Regions from separate parts of the Gasterosteus aculeatus genome. Here region 1 is linked to region 2. Evidence: chromatin contacts called from public Hi-C data. All regions are on one chromosome and are shown on one strand. The core of a region is the stretch at or near the end of the contact, and the rest is flanking DNA. Distances in the headings are between cores, read along the strand shown. Region 1 has its middle 44 kb from the start of her6. Region 2 holds the start of her6 (hairy-related 6).

Region 1 (6,527 bases), core at 2,989-5,488, 45 kb after region 2:
GGATCAAAGACATTGTAGCTAAATTCCAAATAAAGATAGAAAATTGGCATCATTAAAAAATACAAAACGTATTTGCAGAGAGAACAACCGAACCTGATGATCCGGACTATGAAATAAGGTTCCAGTAAAGGCAAGAAAGTTCACCTTTATATTTTAATACAACATCTGTTTGGTTTTAGAACACTTAAAAATGAATCTGTAATGAAGGTGAGGGGGTAAAACACAATATAATACCCCCCCCCCACCCACCCACATTGCAAAACACCCACGGCCCGCCCCTGAATTCCTCCGTCATACAAACCCTGCACACACACCCTCCACCTCCTACATATGTGTCCTTCCACACAAACTCCCACACACACACACATCCATCAACAGTAATGAATGCTCAATCTCCCACCTAGTAACTCCCACACACACACACACACACACACGCCGACTACAACAACAGCCCACTCCCTCCTACGCGCATACACACCCACGCTCACACACTCTTTACCCCCCTGCGATGCCCTTTTTGCACAGTCAGCCTGATGTAGAGCTTAGTCAGCAATCAACCATTTGTTTGTGTGTGTGTGTGTGGGGGGGGGGGGGGGGGAGGGGGGGGGGCTGCTGGAGCACTCCAGGAGCACTGTGCTGAAGGAGGGAAGAGGAGGGCCGCCTCTGGAGGGGACAGATGGACAGAGAGAGAGCTCCTGGGCAGGTAGTCATCCCCAGAATGTGGGGGCGTCGTTGGTGGGGGTGTGGGGGGGGGGGGGGGGTCTTACTAGGGGCTGAATGGCCTTTAAATGCCCCCCCTCTAACAATCCATGGAGAGCGCCTAAAGGGAGACTATTGTCAATGAAGGCTCAGCCTCCCTCCTCCTCCTCCTCTTTATACTGAGTGGGTGCATCATAGGGAGATGAGCGCCTACAAACACACCTGCAGGAATGTGCAGGAATGAATATGTAGCGAGTCAGCAAATGGACATCTGCTATGTGGGGACACGCGGCCTTCCTCAGTGAATATGAATGACATTACTCCACATTTGCCACTGCATTAATGGGATGCTGGGAGTGCTTTCTGAGGCAGAAACTACAGCTTTGTGTGTTGACTACCTGCCAGGCCCAGATCCAGCTCTGACACTAGTTGATTTTAATTGATGCCAGACTGCGGCGTACTCTCAGCGACCTGGGCAGCGTGAGTGCAGCCCCGCAGAATCCTGGAAAATAATTGAAGGCAGAAGACAAAAAAAAAAAAAAGGTCCACCGATGAAGCAGAAAAAGAGCGGCAGAAGCTCAGGAGGAAGTTGAGACAGGGCATTAAATCGCCGGTCCCTTATTCTGTCAGCGTCGCCACCGGCACATAGCCAATGTCAAAAATTACACAGCAGCTCCAGCCAGCAGGCAATTACAGAGAGGGGTCTATGAGTGATGCCCGCGCAGGGCTGGCTGGCACTCTCCTCACTGACATTCACAGAGGTACTTACAATGTGCAGCACGGGCTTCTTTTTCAGATGAACCGGGTCCAAGAGCCGCTCCCAAGGCCCCCTTTCTGTTTTTAACAGTCATATTTTCGTTAAATATAATCATTCTGGCATAAATTGCTAGTTAATGACTGTGGTTGCACTCAACCAATGAGTGATAGACTCGGGGCGGAAGAGCAAGCAAACGGAAAGGCTGAGAGGAGGAGGGAGATAAAGGGTGAGTTTTCCCGCGACTGTCTGGGCTCGGTGGCGGTCCTGATGGCACCGTGTCAGTGTCATTACGGGGGTGTGTGTTCAGGAGCGGTTTCAGCCCAGACGGACATGACACACACACACACACAACGCTTGTCAGGAGGCCACCCACGCCTGACATCGGGAGAGTGCCAGGCCCTGACACATGGAGCGTGGTGAGGCGACAAGTTCGTCAAGAGACGGATCGGTGCCTCCTTGCCACATGTCAGTCACTATCTCCCACAAGCTCACTCTCCCCCTTTTTGTCTCCCCCTCTGTCAGTGTGTGATTATGTTAAACTAATCGTTTATGTTTCATGAACACCTCCGTAAAAAAAATACATCTTCTGAGGAATGTGTAAGTGTCGATGGATGCAGTTAAATGGCGAATGGCGGATCTCCCTGGAGTGTATCCTCATTATCCGTGTCATTTATAATAACACCGGCGGGCAAAACTCCACTTTCCCATTTAATAACTGACAAAGCACAGATGTGGAGACGGTGCCAGGGGTTGATATTGCCAAGTGTTGGTCATTTATTCTCCTCCACACCCCACTACTCATCAGAACCAACATCCTCCAAATGTTCCTCGTGGTTTTCTTGCGGTGTGCAAGACCTCAAACAAATGCTTAATCACCTAACTTTACTGTTTGTCCCGACTGGAAAAGTAAACAAGAGGCACACTTAGGCAGGCGTCTTAAACAAGCTGAGGAGTGTAGGAGGTTTCCAGAAATAAACCAGAGCATGCAGTTAAATCACAGCCGAGGGAGGGTCAAGTGTGCCGGGTATCAAAGGGAGCCCGTAAAAAGACTCCGTCTGGTTTTTGCATTTCGACAAAGGAGGTAAATGTGGCCGAGATATCATGCCGCCGCCGTTTCCAGGGAGGGGTGCTATCGCCAGCGCTTACAGTAACTCAATCCCTGTTCAAGCCTGTGGGATTTATGGCCGCTGTTAAATCGGCCGTTCTCAATTCTGTGCCAGCGAAACCAAAATGATGAAGGTTTTCATTCCTACGACTCACTCTTGCGGCGGATTTTACAGATTTTCATAAGTCAGAGGGGGAGAAAGGGGAGCAGTCATTAATTGACACCGAAAACCTGCACTTTCTTTCGGTCTCGATGTTTGAGAGTTTGAATAATCATGTCCACAGTATTACTTCACCTGTAACCGCAACCATCTGTGCCACCGTCCCCGTCCCCTCACGTGCCATTTGATGGAGGTCTCGTGGTCGGATGCTTGTACGTGCACTCGCTATCTATCTTCCTGGCCGTCTATGAGATGAAGCAACGCGGCAAACGGGATAATCCCTTGTCAACATGTTGCTGATCCTGGGATTGGGCTCGCCCTGGGCCCTGATCTCCCCTCTGCCTCCCTCCTCCCTTCATCACTGGGTTCCTCAGGCCAACATGGGCCCTGACAAAGCCCTAATCCATCACCTCCTGTCAGGGAACGGCAGCACCGCAACCCCCCCTTCTCCCCTCGTCCCCCCCCCCCCACCTCTCCCCAGCCCACCCCTCCTCGACATCGTGGGCCAGCATTTGCCTAATCCACTGGACCCGGGGCTCCATGAGAATGGAGCGCCCACATGGCTTCACCCCGGTTCTGTTTACTCGTCCCATCTGAGTCAACACACACCCCCGGAAGGAGGAACGCCACAGAAAAGAGGGACACACCGTGAAGCGCCTGGACCTATCGTGACCTGTGCATTGCACCCACCAGCGGAGGAGGCTTTACCTTGGGTGGTGATCTGTGTAACTGTCTGGAAGGCCTCTGGTGTGGTAATGTAATCCTTGGAGCAAACACAGGCCCCCTGACTTCTGAAGGGTGTAGCTCGCTGTGTGGATGCCTCGTTCAAGGGGGAGAAGCACACTTTGATGACCGTCCACATCTGTGAATTGACAGCTACAAAAGATGCGCACAGCCTTCAGGGTGCAAGAACACTACTGGATTCTGTTGATGATATAGTTGCATGGCGGAAACATGGGAGGGAAGTGGAAATCATATTTGTACTGCAAAAAAAGTGGTGCGTCAGCTTCAGTGTTTTTCTGCAGATTGATACAATGGTTTATTGTTTGCAAGCATAAACAGGTGAAAGCGGAGTCTGGCTAATGTTTGCAAGAAAAACGGAAGATGATGTTTGTTTGACTTTCACGTAGCAAGAGAACAACATAGTAACACTTCAATGTCTGCATGCATGACAGCAGCTCAGGAGTCAACATGCTTTTGTTTTGAGCGGAAACGCCAACGACGCTGATTAACGTCCTTCATCCCTGCAGGCAACCGCAATTTGAGCAGTTGCTGCTTAATAAATTACAGTGTCAATGGTTTCTATGTATAATGCGTTTGTGCCGGGGACGTTTTGCTCTACATTCATGTGCACATGATGTTATCTGCTGAAGACACTGCTGTGTTTGGGTGGAAGCGTCCACGAGTTGATCCTCGGAGTCCTCCAGCCTCCAGCATAAGCATTCAGAGACAACACCTCCCTCTAGTGGTGGAGGTACGAACAGCATGTTCAGCTCTACTATTTCCACGGGCAGGATAAGAGTTGTACATCATCATTACAGTGCTACTCCATGTAACGCATGCATTATTTTAAATTGAACATTTTCACAGTTCATCACATACATTAAAATGCGTTTTTTGGATTTTGTGTTGTTGCTACTATTTGATGTAAAAATTGTCAACACTTGAATCTTGAAAACTTGATCCCTGCATCATGTTTGACAGGCTTTTGCAGTGATACATACTGAGCACATAGGGTGAAAGATCTCACGACCCATTCTCATTTCAATACACATAGGAGGGAAAATATTAATTGTATTTTTATTCATCAAATTTAAGTTGCACAAAGAAGCTGCACACAGACATGTTTGCATTTGTTGTAGTTCTTCTCATTTAGAAAGACCCACTAAGATCAACGCAACAACTTAAATTGCAAGTGAAAGTTTTTAAGAAATCAACGGAAAAATGTCTCCTAGACCATCTGAAGGAGATCAAAGGATTTGGGCGGGAAAACAGTGTGACACTGAAACCTTATGAAAGTTACATTGTATTGAATGACAGGAAAAATGCTCTGACATTTAACAATGATTAGAGTTTGAGAGGAATTCCAAAGGACGATTATTAAAGATGCTGATGCACTCAGTAAAACTTCCCAGCAGAGAGGAAAAACACACCTGCGCCTGGAGGTGTGGGCGCCACGTGCAGAGGGAACTGAACTCCGGTCTCACTCCTTCTCTCGTTTCCATGCTTGAGTTACCTTCGCCGTCTCCCTTTATCCCGAACCTGTGATGAGCACCAGTCCCTGAGGGCCCATCAGCGCAGAGTTTCACCTTCTCTGCAACACATATTGTCTGGCCTGAGATGAACAAACAAGGAGTTCTGGCTAGAGAGGGAGTTATTCTGCCGTAGGGGGAGAGGGAGCTGGATATTTCGGAATCTCCTGGGGCTTTGTTGGCATCCCGTCCGGCTTTGTTATCGGCTCCAGTTGGGAATTAGGGGATATTCGAGGGGAATCCTGGGCTGCGGGTGGGGTGGGGTAGACTTGGCAGTAAAATGTAAGTAAAATGTGCATTTGATTTGTGATCCGTGTACAGGCTTGTTATGGTTGAATGATTTTGAGTCAGGATTTTTAGGATCATTGTGAAATATGCTTTTCATTTTGGTAGTATTTCAGTTATAAAACATTTTTTTCATTGCTCCGTGCTGAATGCTGATTACGCCTTACGGTAAGAAAAAGATGTTCAAAAGCTGAACATCTGTAGCCTTCACACATTCATGTGATGTTTTTTTAACTTTGTCATATATTTATCTGTTTTTTTTCAAAAGAGTTTTTATCATCATGTGCGTCTATTAAAAAATATGCTTTGTGGACATAGACTTCTCCCTGTATTATACCCTGAACCTCTGGCTCCCCTAAATGAGTCTGCCCAAATCACCTCATCTGGCAGACGGAGGACGTGATTGGTTTTCATCCACAATTTTATTCATTTCGGTTACCGCCCAGAACTTGTGATCATGCAATGGAACGAGGTTGATTTATAGCTCAACTCAGAGTGTGAGTGTGGCTGGTGGAGGTCATCCGCTGGTCGTCGGATTGGTGGTTTAATCACTAGCTGCACATGTTCAAGTGTCCTGTAGCAAGACTTAAAACCTCATTTTCATATAAAAAAAACAGCCGGTGCTTTGTATAGTAGCTTCAGGCCATATGTGAGCATGAGTGTACGTGAATGAGTGATGAGAGTCAAATTGTAATTTGCTCTATAAATGCAGTGCAGATCATGGGAGCCACTTGTAAAACTCAGTCCGGCTATACAAAGAGGACCATTTGATAAAAGGTTTCAATGGTAACACTGATTTAATCAACTGAGGTTGATGTTATTGTCCTTGTGTGTGTTGATAGAAGTAACACAGAATAATCAGCCGAGTTAAATCTTTAAAAAACCCACAGCATGAATTGAAGAGAAATGCACAGAAAACTAATTTGGAAACATTTAAACTTGTATATGGAACCAGCGGGCTCTAAGGACCCTTTCAATAACTCAATAGGTTTCATCTCAGCCCATCCTTCAGGTAGCTGTAGACCAGCAGCGTTGACGCACCTCAGGCCTAAAGCACGTCAGATATTTGTGATGATACGGGACCACCTTGCACCGCCTGCAGCCCCTCTGCTGCGCATGTGTGTGTGTGTGTGTGTGAGTGGGCATGTGTGCGTACATTTCATGCTTGTATATCACAGTGCCAGCTTGATCTGAGGACGCCCTTGTCCTCATGCATTGAGTCCTGTGTCCTTTTCACTGTTGTTCAGAGGAATTTTCCCATTAAAGAAC
Region 2 (6,438 bases), core at 2,687-5,186:
ACCACGTGCCTCCCAGACGTCCTGCGTCCAGCTGTGGCCCCGGGGCCCAGGGGCAGGAAGCTCGACACTGGTCCGAGTACAGCTGGAATGCTGTGGGAACGTTTTGTGTGTAGGTGTGTGCGTGACTGTGCTTGTTTGAGTGGAGAAGCTCCCGCTCAGGAGACCGACTGTTATCCTGTGCGGTAGGCCTTTCCTTGAACCCCCCCGCCGTCCCCCCTTTTCCTCTCAACACTTAACTCTCCACTACCTCACCCATCGTGCCCTTTGGCCAGGCATGTCCTCACCCAACACCCTGCACCAACCACGCACACGCACAGGCACGGTTACACACATGGCTTCAATCAAACCGGGATGCATGCCCCCCCACCCCCCCCCCCCGTAAAAAGGTGTGATGGAAATTCAAAATGATGGCACTTATCCACACTTTGTGCCTCTTAGCGCACTGATAATTGCAAACACCTGCACCCACCCCCACACCCCCTTCAAAGAAAGGCCACACTCGGATCGCTGGAGGGGGGCACACGCACCTGGGCAGCGCGGAGCACTACCACATGCGCGGCTAGATGGTTAACGTGTCCTTCTGCTGTCAGCCCAGCATCACTGGCATCGTCCCTGATTAAAGACACAGCCAGAGGCTCCTCTCGGCTCCGTGCTCTCAGGAGACGAATACGGCCGTTTACGTTGAAGCTGACATGATCAGTGAGTTTCTAGCATTTTTAGCTTGATCACTTCAAACTGACGCTTGACCGTGAGTTCCGTTATCCAGCTTTTTAATGGAGAGAGAGAGAGAGAGAGTGATTCAAGTGACACGTGTTTCTATCAAATCCTGAAGCGGCTGGTCGGACAAACTTATTTTACCCACAGATGATACCAAAGGCTCTCCAAAAAAAATACTGTCTCTGAGATAGAGAAAAACAAGAAATATATGTTCAGATTTCCATAAGCATTTCTTTAATAAGCCAGATACTATTCTAGAAAGCTCAACCACAGGAGCCACTTCTGCTCCAGTCCTTGACTTATGACACCGATCACACTGCAATGCCCTTCTGCACTGCTAGATGGCGTAAGTGACCTCTGTAAGTCTCACGTTTCCACCATGAGATGTGAAACCGCTGGCCTATTAGCAGTAGGTAGTTTAACTCCTTTGCATTGTTAATTAAACAGCTAGTCTCATTCCTGACTTCATTACTGAGGAAACAGAATTACAACAGCAGGTTCAGTAACACTGAGCATGAACGGTTGTTTTGCTAAAATGATTCTATATGTAATAGCCCATTTGTTGCAGAGTGAACCATAAACAAATACTACAGAGGAGAGTCTTGAATACCCAGATATACTTCATATTTACCTGTTGCTACTGAAGCTGCAGGCTCAACATTATAATCTCTCTTATGTCCACTTTTGACCCAACAAAACACTTGTTGATGTTGAGTTTGAACAGCACACTCAAAAGTGAGTATGACCTAACAGCATGAATGTTCTGCACAAGTACATTCTATATCTCAAGTAACAAATAACATGCATGAACAGGAGGAGATTCATATTATGTTTCACATAATAAGCAGATATTTTTTAGTTTCCCCAAACAAACAACTCAAGCGCGTGTTTTTCAATATCTTTACAAATTTATTTGTCTTCCAAAACGAAGAACATCATAAGAGCATCGAACATATCTTTGGCATCACACAGTAAAAAAAGACAATCAAATATATATATAAAAAAAAATGCAGTGAACGGACTTCCACAATACAAATCTCATTTCAATATGAACTTTACTCCCCAGTTGGCTTTACAAATATAGTGCATTCTCTTTCCATTTTACGAGAAAAAAAAATATCCAAAACAACTTTCTAACAATGAACAAAGAGAGAGAACTATTAAGTGTCATTTTTAAGTCTTTGTGGCCCCATTTCCAACTTCTCACCACGGTCGCCACACCGAGTCCGCGTTGCCCGACGGGGCTCCGGGGGACACCGCGGCCGGTAGGGGCACCGGCGTGCCCGCGTTGTTGGCGTAAACGGGGATGACGGGGCCGTTCGGCGCAAAAGCCGCGTTGGGTATGAGGAACGCAAACTGTCCGTCTGTGGCGGGCACGATCTGGAAACCGCCGTACACTTTGGTGGCGTCCGACGGCAAACTAGCCGGCGACGAGCCTCCTTTGCAGGTCACCGGGTTCATGGGCAGGACCTGCGGGGACGAGCCGGGGATCTGCATGGACTGGCCGAAGGACGGGTGGGTCGGTCCGGCGGCGGAGGGCAGCTGGTGCGGGTGTTGATGCTGGCTGGGGTAGTTCATGGCGTTGATCTGGGTCATGCAGCTGGCCAGGTGGCCGAGGAGCCGCGTTCTGACCTCGGTGTTGACGCCTTCGCAGGTGGACAGGAACCGGGTGACTTCATTCATGCACTCGCTGAAACCGGCACGATACTTTCCCAAGACAGTGGGGTCGGTGTTCAGTGCAGCTGTGGGGGGTAAAAAAAAAAAAACTATATTTAACTCGGGATATTGATATGCACAGCGGGATGGTTGGAACCGGCCCAGAGCGCGCGGTCTTGGGGGAGATCAGTCCGGAAAATGAGACTCACCGGTCATCTGAGCCCTCTGGAGGTTCCGGAGATGCTTCACCGTCATCTCCAGGATGTCCGCCTTCTCCAGTTTGGAGTGTCTTGAGCTCTGAGAGGTCGGAAGACACACATGGTTAGGATTACGAGCTCGCTTCCCCGATGTTTGACAGGGTCCTTTTTGAGATCTAATAATAACCGGGACGCTAAGTGAGTACTTACATCTTTTTTGAGCGCATCCAGGATGAGAGTTTTCAGCTGCCCCAAGCTCTCGTTGATTCTGGCTCTTCTCCTCTTTTCCATTATTGGCTTGGATGACTGAAGATAAAATAAAAAATAAAATATTAGATTGACTGTGCTGAATGTATCTTTGATTTCACTTTGTTCCATCCTGAAAGGTGGAGTCTCTCCAAAATGATGTCCAAAATGAAATGTTTTTAAGAGGAAGGGGACATGTATTATACCAACCTTTCTGTGCTCAGATGCTGTCTTGGGTTTATCCGGAGTAGTGTTCATGCTTGCCGGAGTTGCAGCGACCGGAGAAGAGGACGTTTTTTCCATCATATCGGAAGGCATTTTTTCTTATCGGAAATATCCAACAAAACCACAGCAAATTACGATCCAGTGGTGTGGGGAGGAGGGGGGGAACCCGGATGATGAATATTTTCAATATTAAAAAGCCGCCTCTCCCTCAAAACAATCCTGAGATTTGTATGGTATCAAGTTAAAATCCGTTGGAGCGACGCGCAGCGGCAGCGGCAGCGGCGGCGGCAGCGGCAGATAACGCGGGCGGATGCAGAGTCTCTCTGTCGGTCTGCCCGCGTGTGGCTTCTATTTATACCTCGCCCTGCACGCGAACGGCTCGTGTGAAACTTCCCCAACTTTCTTTCCCACAGTAACTTTCCACCAATCAGGGCGAGGGACACGCGGCCCAAGGGAGGACGGCTCGTGGTCGGCGCCCTCCCATTGGTTGTCCGGCGCGCAGGAGCCCGACGGCCAATGGTGCGGGGCCCGGGTTCGGGGCTCCTGCGCGGGGAAACCGCCTGCAGTCTTCAATCATCGTACCGTTTACATATTAACAGCGCGGCCGCTGACTGGCATCGCCACCAGGAGCGGCCAAGGGGGGGACTTTTTTTTTTTTTAAATCTCCCAGACAGGAGATAAGAGCAGAAAACATAATGACACGGAATACACAAAATAGCAGCTGTTATAAATACTGTACATTTGCATTTAACAGCACCATAATGATGATGATCTCACTCGACACCCACAATCAAAGTCATTTGGGCTGATTATGGTTTGGCCCGTTCACACAAGAGTCGCCCTCCTGCTTTCGTTGAATGTAGGTATCCTACATTAAATGGAAAAAAAGGAGGTTCTGCTTGTTTGCCGTTTAAAAACCACGACCGGGAAGTGGGGAGTCGTTTGGCAATCACAGTTTCAGTCATGTGGCATTGGAGGCGCAGGCGGCAACAGTTGCGTTCTCTTTTCTACTAAACGTCGCAGACAGTTACTGTCAGGCTGTGGTGACATTAGTAAATGAAACAGGGTTTTTTTGGGGGGGGGGGGGGCGCAACTCAAAGCCACGGGATGAGACCCACGCGAGGTACGCGTCGCCTCCAAAAACGACCGATTACGTCCCACGGAGAAATGTTAAAGTTAGCCTCCCCTCGGGGGGGGGGGGAAGGAAATCACATTAAACGCGCACACTCCCGTTTCCACGCCGCTCACCACCGCGAGTCCCGACTCTGCGGTGCACGTTTTGACATTTAATCACCCGTCGGTGTTGTTGAATGTGGAGCACGTGCCAGGATGTTTTATGAGCGGCGCTGGTTGGAGGTTTGGCCGCCGGGCTGCCGGGGGGCCGCCGGGCCAAGGGGGGTGGAGGGGGGGAGGAGGGGGAGGGGTATGTGGCGGCGGCGGTGGTTTACATTAGAGGGGAAGGTAAATAGCAGCTGCTGTTTTAAAAGCCTGGGAAAACCACGCCCACAGCGAGAGAGCTGGAGCGGGCTCCCTTATCGGAATGTGAGCCAGAGCAGAGATATTTCTGAGCCCGGAGAGCTCACACGATCAGACCGCTGCCGCCGCCGCCTCCTCCTCCTCCACCACCTCCTCCTCCTCCTCCTCCTCCCCGCCTATGGTCGCCCCACAGCGTTCAAGGCTTTAAAAAAAAAAGATTCCACGTCCTGATTTCGTTTAATTATCGTTGTTGCATTCGGAGAGACGCAATGAGCAGTGCCGAGGAAAGAAAGAGCTTCAAAAAAATACTTTTTATTGACTGTGATCACAAATTATAATTAAATTATACACTGTGTTTAGGAGTCCTGTGGGTATTAAAAGTGTGAAGACCGAGGTGATAATTGGCCTCCTCCCCGAATATTACTGTGTTTTCTTTCACTGAACTTTACTAATTTAAGAAAAAAAAAAAACACTTCCTCACCAAGAAAAGACTGAAGTCGACCGATTAAAACATCATCGATATTCTATATTTCAGAAACAAACAAGTGAGCCTCCTTTCCCTCGAGGAACTCTACTTTCTGGCTCACTTTTTCCGAATAAAAGTTTAAAAAAAAACAACAAAAAAACCCACCGTCAAACATTCAACACGTTCGAGTTTATTTGACAAATATACAAACGTGTCGATGGTGTTGATATAACGGGGGAAAATCCATCCATTACGATCTACTTCATTTTCTACTCCCAAGTAGCTGGAAGCACGACTCTCCGCAGAGCGCACGCACCTCCAGCTGCTGCGGAGACCGCGACACGTGGCGCGCAGGCGACCGGGGGAAGGCGCTCCTCTCGCCGGCTTGCCGCCTGGATCTGCGGGGCGTCGCCGGCGCCTGGCCGCAAGATCGCGAATTTGATAGGCAACACTGAGCTGCGCGCCGCTCCAAAACCTCGGCTGAACCTCGCGAGAGGCGCTGGAATGGAGTTAATAAATGCTTGGAGACGGAACCGGAGCACGCAGTCGTACATTATGATTTGTTGGAACTGTAATTGGCACAAGCAAGCATTATGGGATCTGACGGATAGAGCGTTTGTTTAAATAAGGACGACTGGACACATTAATGCATATAAACACACCACGATTTGGCGACGCCGCTTTTAGGCTGTTGTGGAGATCGAATCGACCATATTTAAGCATCCAAAGACGAGTTCTCGTTAAATGGCTGGTTAAAATTAGGATTTAAGTGAGACACACACGCGTCCTGCAAACTTTTGGCAGGAGGCAGTCTGGTCTGAACTTGTGCCTTAACCAGTTCTAATCCCATACATGCTTTATGCGCAACAGCGCTCCCATGTCAAACACATCACTAACATATCTCATTGTTGTGCGCTGCACACCTGAGTCATTTCCCCCCGCACAATGGCACTGACGGGGCTCCAAAACAAACGTGCTGATGTGAAGCAGTGTTGGTTTTGAATCGCTCTCCGCCTGAGCGACTTTCTCACGCTCATGTTGCAGGAGGTCTCTTTGCCGGTGAGTCACGGAGCTTTGGGTCTACCAGGTGCACCTGGAGGCCGTCGGTCCCCGGAGTGTTACCTGTTGCCATGTCTCAACTCCTGTAGGGCTAGAAATCTGTGGGAAAACAGGCGGACTAAAAAAAAGGAACACAGCTCTCCGTTGTGAAAGCGTCTGATCACGTGGTGACTGTTTGGAGATACTTCACTGATGAAAAAGACAAATAGTCTGCCCTGCAGGCAGGAAAGTAAACAAGCATGAGTGCTTTGCATGTTATATTTTGGACACACCGTCCTTACTCCGAATTCTCACGCTCTTTTTACCTGTGACCCCCCCCCCTCTCCTCTATCACTTCACCGACCCCCCCCTGCCCCTCACCCCGCTTGATCTTTTCCCTCTCTTCTTCTTTTTATC

The links. Hi-C and Micro-C count contacts between places; a contact is called where the count stands out from the background.
Region 1: a Hi-C map of skeletal muscle shows a contact between it and region 2, with 9 times the contacts expected there. The contact joins the enhancer-like site here to the promoter of her6 in region 2. A contact is called at or near these places in 6 of 6 Hi-C or Micro-C datasets (blood and trunk muscle, liver, skeletal muscle and 2 more).

What each region holds. Positions count from the first base shown.
Region 1 is chr8:14,687,058-14,693,584 of fGasAcu3.hap1.1, forward strand. No RefSeq gene overlaps it. Among protein-coding and RNA genes, the nearest start is that of her6, 44 kb to the left of the region's middle. Within about 2 kb of position 4,239, at least 1 of the 9 cell types and tissues checked has open chromatin away from gene starts, as enhancers often do.
Region 2 is chr8:14,642,405-14,648,842 of fGasAcu3.hap1.1, forward strand. her6 (hairy-related 6) reads right to left here and starts at 3,937. Exons shown (of 4, transcript XM_040185057.2): 1 at 3,027-3,937; 2 at 2,781-2,876; 3 at 2,583-2,670; 4 at 1,606-2,459. The coding sequence starts at 3,134. The coding sequence ends at 1,921.